Regions from separate parts of the Mus musculus genome. Here region 1 is linked to region 2. Evidence: chromatin contacts called from public HiCAR-type data. All regions are on one chromosome and are shown on one strand. Each heading gives the region's core, a stretch centred on a gene start, on an enhancer-like site or on the middle of the called end of the contact. The rest is flanking DNA. Distances are from core to core; before and after follow the strand shown.

The links. HiCAR-type assays count read pairs that join an accessible place to other places.
Region 1: a contact with region 2 is called in a HiCAR-type map of fibro-adipogenic progenitors, with 5 times the contacts expected there. The contact joins two enhancer-like sites. A contact is called at or near these places in 1 of 484 Hi-C or Micro-C datasets (liver), 2 of 115 datasets of contacts at active chromatin or transcription factors (embryonic stem cells and fibro-adipogenic progenitors) and 1 of 9 other capture datasets (embryonic stem cells).

Annotation. Positions count from the first base shown.
Region 1 is chr15:12,039,255-12,041,964 of GRCm38.p6, reverse strand. No RefSeq gene overlaps it. Among named protein-coding and RNA genes, the nearest start is that of Gm34759, 40 kb to the left of the region's middle. Within about 2 kb of position 1,419, at least 51 of the 459 cell types and tissues checked have an H3K27ac peak or open chromatin away from gene starts, as enhancers often do. A contact at or near this core is called in fibro-adipogenic progenitors, where this site is marked.
Region 2 is chr15:11,573,140-11,575,839 of GRCm38.p6, reverse strand. No RefSeq gene overlaps it. Among named protein-coding and RNA genes, the nearest start is that of Gm41271, 130 kb to the left of the region's middle. Within about 2 kb of position 1,254, at least 22 of the 459 cell types and tissues checked have an H3K27ac peak or open chromatin away from gene starts, as enhancers often do. A contact at or near this core is called in fibro-adipogenic progenitors, where this site is marked.

The DNA.
Region 1 (2,710 bases), core at 170-2,669, 470 kb before region 2:
CAGCCATAAAATGGTAGAGAGGGGAATATCCCTAAAAGTTCACTTTGAAGAACATAGTCTGCCTTATTATGTTTGTACCAACACTAGTCTAGGCCAGATCAACCCATTTTTGTAGTTCCTGGATCGTTATCAAGTAGTTATTAAAGTGAGTGATTAACTCCTACTGTTTAAAGCAACTGAACTAGAGACTCAACTCACACAAGGGGGGCTTTGGTTACTAACAGGTTGCTTAGCTGCATTGTTCAAGAGGGGTGTATGCATGGGCCATGCCAAGTGGAATCCTAAATTGCTAAGCCATTCCTTATGTGTGCCTGTCTCAGAGATAGGGAAGGCCTTCTGAAATAAGTTAGCCAGGGTTAGAAGTCTGGTAACTCTCCTATAGGCTAATCAGCTGTAGTCTTTGGAGTTATCTTTTCTATTGACTGGGAGTCATTGGCATACGTAACAGAATGCTAACTTCACAGAATCTGGTCTTTAATAATAATAATAATAATAATAATAATAATAATTAATAAGTTAACTAGAAGTTAATTCTCCAGAATGAGTGGGCTTGCCACACAACGCTCAGGCATGACATGGAAAGGACATGCAATTATCTTTTTGCCATAATAATAAGCTTTGGACACTAAGCAACACGAGCAAGCAGACCAACTGGAGGCTGGTTTGCACAGCTCTGTTACCCAGGAGCAGTGCACTAGATGCCTGCTTCACTACATCATTCCCTCATTCCCTCAGACCGTCATCATTCGTCCCAGCATCCGGTCTTCAAGAGCCAGCCAGTGTCTTGCCTTCCCTGAAGTCTGGCCAGAGTTTTCCTTGCTCCTTATCAGGAAAACTGATATGTACAGCCCATATTATCAGGATGATCAGCTGAGTGGCCACAAACCTATCACCTTAGCCCCTCCAGATGCAGAGGCAGGAGAAAGAGCTTGAGGTTAGCCTGGGCTACATAAGATTTTATATATATGTATGTATGTATGTATGTATGTATGTATGTATATATATACTCAAGAGGTTCTGGCAAGAATAGGTGTTCAAGGTCATCTTTGGCTACCTAGTGAGTTCAAAGCCAGCCCGAAACACATTAGGCCTTGCCCAAAACAACGAAACAAACAAACAAACAAACAGTCCAAAAACAGCCACAAAGAATTGTAATCGAGGCCCAAGATCCCCCCTATCACCCCACCACACCTGATATTAGGGTATCTGTACCAAGCACCCTGCTGTCTTTGTCAACTGAGTTTCTTGGCCACCCTTTTGGTTTTGTAGCTGTAAAACCCCAACTAGGGATTTCCAGAAATAAGTGAGGGTGGGAAGGAGAATTTGAAGGTGGGAGCCCAGCTTCTGCAGCCAGCATGTGAACACCAGAGGCCTGGCAAAACAAGCAGAAACGGAAAGATGACCTCATTTGTATTCTGGCCAGCGAGCTCAGCTGCATGCTGGCTAGACAGGTAACAGAGCCATCTTCTCCTGCCCTCGCTCCCCTAAGACACTCCTCTGGAAATCAGGTCTGCAGGCCAGCTTCCCACGACGGCCATTCTCTAAATTTAGATCTTGCGTTCTTGGGGTAGAGAGTTAACTCTGAGGCCAAAGCACTAATCAGGGACTTTGAGAAGAAAGCATTTTCAAAGCAAATAATGACCTGAGCAGAGCAGAGCATCTCCCTTGAGCGCATCAGTGTGTGTGTGTATGTGTGTGTGTGTGTGTGTGTGTGTGTGTGTGTTGGGGGGGGGGGGAATCTCTTGACAAGTGGCATCTTGCCAGGGAATTAACTCAAAACAAATCCCTTACAGCCCTGAGGTCCTAGAGGGGAGTTTCAGAAAGAGTCATCCTGGGAGGGCTGCGCAAGAGTTTACAGGAATTGCCTCAATTGCATTCGGATGGCAGCGCTCAGCTGAGCCTCTGAGGCTGGGAAGAGGCACGCGTGATCAGAGTGTGACTACGTCAGGGAGAGACTATGGAGACAGACTGCCGTCTTTTCCACGGTGCAGATGAGGCGCCCAAGGCACAGAAAGATTAAAGCCTCTGCCAAAGGCATGCAGTGGAGAACTGGGAGTAGAAATCTAGGTCGCTGGTCTCCTAGTGCAGGTGTTTCCAACCCTTGTACCTTATAGATGGGCGAGGCAGGGGGTGTGGCGTCCACATGTACTTGCTCATTGGGTGATGGAGCACAATATCTGGTGCCGGGCTGAAGCATCAGTCAGCAAACAGCAGGATGAGAGAAATGTGGTCCCCGTGCAGGGGGGCAGCATATGACAGTGTGACAAAATGCTTCAGCACAGGAATTATTAACACCCTGCACACCAATTATTAACAACAACAACGGAAACATAAATCTTCGACATGGCAGGAGACCAGGCGAAGGTGCGGCATGAATTCAGCTCCATCCAGCAGGACTCATTGGACGGATGTGCTTGGCTGCCGGTGCTGCCCTGATTTTAACTTTTAAAAGCAGCGCCATGGCAACCAGCATTCACTCTGGGCCTAGATAGCATTGGTAATTGCGGGTGCTGTTCAAGATGGCTTCTCGTCCGCTGAGAAGCAATGCAGATGAGAGAGAGGCTCTGAAGCCTACCACACAGAGAACTCAGCCACAGCAGGCTCCATCTTCTTCACCAAGGGTTGGGGCTTTCAGTTTTAACTCATGAGAGAAATAAACCCATCAGCCTTGGAATTTCCCCCAGAGTTACCAAGTAAATTGTAAAGAATG
Region 2 (2,700 bases), core at 5-2,504:
CTGCTGCTTGTATGGTGAGCATTGAAATGTTAGCGTTACCAAACTTAAAAAGTCATTTTCATGAGAGTAAGTAAAAAAAAGTTTGGTGTTGAAAATCAAATATAAGTCAAAATATCTTTTGCGTGAATTTAATGCATGTTTAATGATTTATATTAACACACCCAATAGTCAAGAAAGCACTTAAACAAATAATGTGAAATAAAAATTCGAATTTAGTGACAAGAATCTGAGACTTTTCACATGGGATAAATAAGTTCATACATGAACATTTTAATATGTTTAGAAAACTCAAAATGACCCAATGAATAGGGTGTATGTTCAAGAACTAGTGCAGTAATTAAAACTCAATTGGCAATTTCATAAAATTAACCATAAAGAAGTGGGAATTATGCTTATAACTGAGGGAGAGAAATTGGTAGTCTCAGTTAGGAAAAAAAAGAAATTAAGTTATGCTTAGGAAAACTTTTACCTCTCTCTCTCTCAATATTTGTATAAAGAAAGCTTATTGAATAGCATCTGTTTTTTCTTCTATTATTCTACAAGTGATTTTTTGTGTGTGTGTGAATAACATGTAGCGGCAAATGTCAATTTGTGCTCAATTTGCCCCATATGAAAGTAAACTTTCATATATGGTAATTTCCAGAAGAGACAGATGGGTGCACACTGAGATACAAACCAGAGGTATGAATAAGTTTATATAATAGCAAAAGGTAGGGAGAGATTTATTCAATTTGGGATATAGATATGGAAAGAAGAGTCAAGAAAAATGTGCCAAGTAGATACCACTTAAGTTCTATCTTGCCTTTCAAGGTATTTAAAATGAGAGAGAAGGAAATATATGTCAAGTAAAATTGAAGAGAGTAGAATAAAAATATAGATCTAAATATATAATTATATCCCGAGAAAGTCAAGTGAAATCCAGGGTGCATTTATGGCAATGTTGTATTAGAAAAGATAGCAGATCTCTCCTGGGAATATTCAATTCACAAATGATCTGCCCTGCACCAGCTAGAAAATGAGAAATGAGCCAAAACTAAACTAGAATGGATGGTACCTCCAGCTGCACCGAGCACATCAAACAGAATCAAGACAACTTGGTAGAGAAAAACATGATAGAGGTCCTGAAGAGGCCATAGAGAGGACAAAACATGAACAAGAGACAGAAAAATGGACCTTGGAGTTCATGGAAGGTAATACAAGCATTCTCTTGGCTACTCACCCTACTAAAAATAGAAGTATCATCAGGGACATTTGGCAGGATACCAATGACCCTGAGCTCAGAGTTGAGGGAAGAATTCTCTAGTTAGTCATGTTTAGACTCAAGGGTGAATGACTTGATTCTGATGAGAGATTATATGATTTAGTGGCTAAGAGTTTAGACTCTGGAATTTGGCTGCCTTGTTCACCGACCACATCTGCGACAAGCTAGTTAATCTCTATCTATGTTGGTTTCCTCATTTCTAAAACAAGAGGGAACAATAGTGTCTTCCTCACAGAATTGTTATATGGATTAGAGTTATATATGTCAAGTGCTTAGAAGAGTCAGGATGGAGGCAAAGGTGCAAAAACATAGGGGAACCATTTTTAGATACAGTGTAAGTATTGGAAGGTTTGAGCAGAGAGCCATGAGGAAATCCACAGGTTAACAAAAACAGAAATCCTTTATTGTTCTGTAGGAGAAGACAAAGGAAGTCATTTATTACCGTCTAGTAGCTGTGGTTTTCTATAGAAGGTCGTGAAAAAGACTTAGTCACCTCCAAAGATCCAACTTAGGTCTTATAACATTTAAGAGGTGGGCCTTTGCGAAGGCTAAGTAGGTAGCATGGACTCTGCTTTCATGAACAGATAAACTTTATTTCTCCACAGTGGGTCAGGTCTAGTGGAGGTGGGGGTGGTAGATTTGTTCCATGAGAATCAGGTTATTATAAATAGAATCAGACAGACATAGTGATGCATGCCCCTACTCACAGGGCTCTGGGAGGCCAAGGCAGGAAGTTTGTCACAAATCCAAGGCTCACCTGGGTGACAGAGAGTAAATCTGTCTCAAAACAAACAATAACAGTAAAAACCCAAATCCAAACCAAAATAAAAATAAAAATAGTGAGTCTGGCTCCTCTCTGTCTCAACCCTTACTCACACAGAAGTCAATTTTGCACGTGACTGATTACACCTCTCCGCCATGTTGGAGTGCAGCCAGAAGGCCCTCACTAGAGGCCAGATAGCTGGGGCTGCCTGACTTTATACTTCTTTCTCTTTTATCCCTCCTTGTTTTTTTTCTGAGAATGTCATGCTCCTACATTAGTGTATTTTGGTCAGATTCTCACCCTACCTTTCTCATCCAATTCCTCTTCTATTCCAACCATCCTTTCCCCTCCTCCTTTCATGAGCTCTGTTTTTTAAACATACTGAGTCCATTTAGGGTTGCCTACACAGATGTAGAACCGACTATTGGAGTATGGTAGTCTCTCAGGAGCGGCATCCCCGAAGACAACTGACTCCTCTGGCCCTAGCAGCCATCACTTGCCAATAGGGTACCAGCTAGGGGTGGGAGAATGTAATTCCAAACCAAATCTCTAAAACAATAAGCTAAATATATTTTCTTTGTAAATCCCCACATTCAGATATTTTACTATACCAAAACAAAAATAAACTAAATAATTTTTCTCTTTTCCTTCCCTTGTTATTACTTCTCCATTTCTT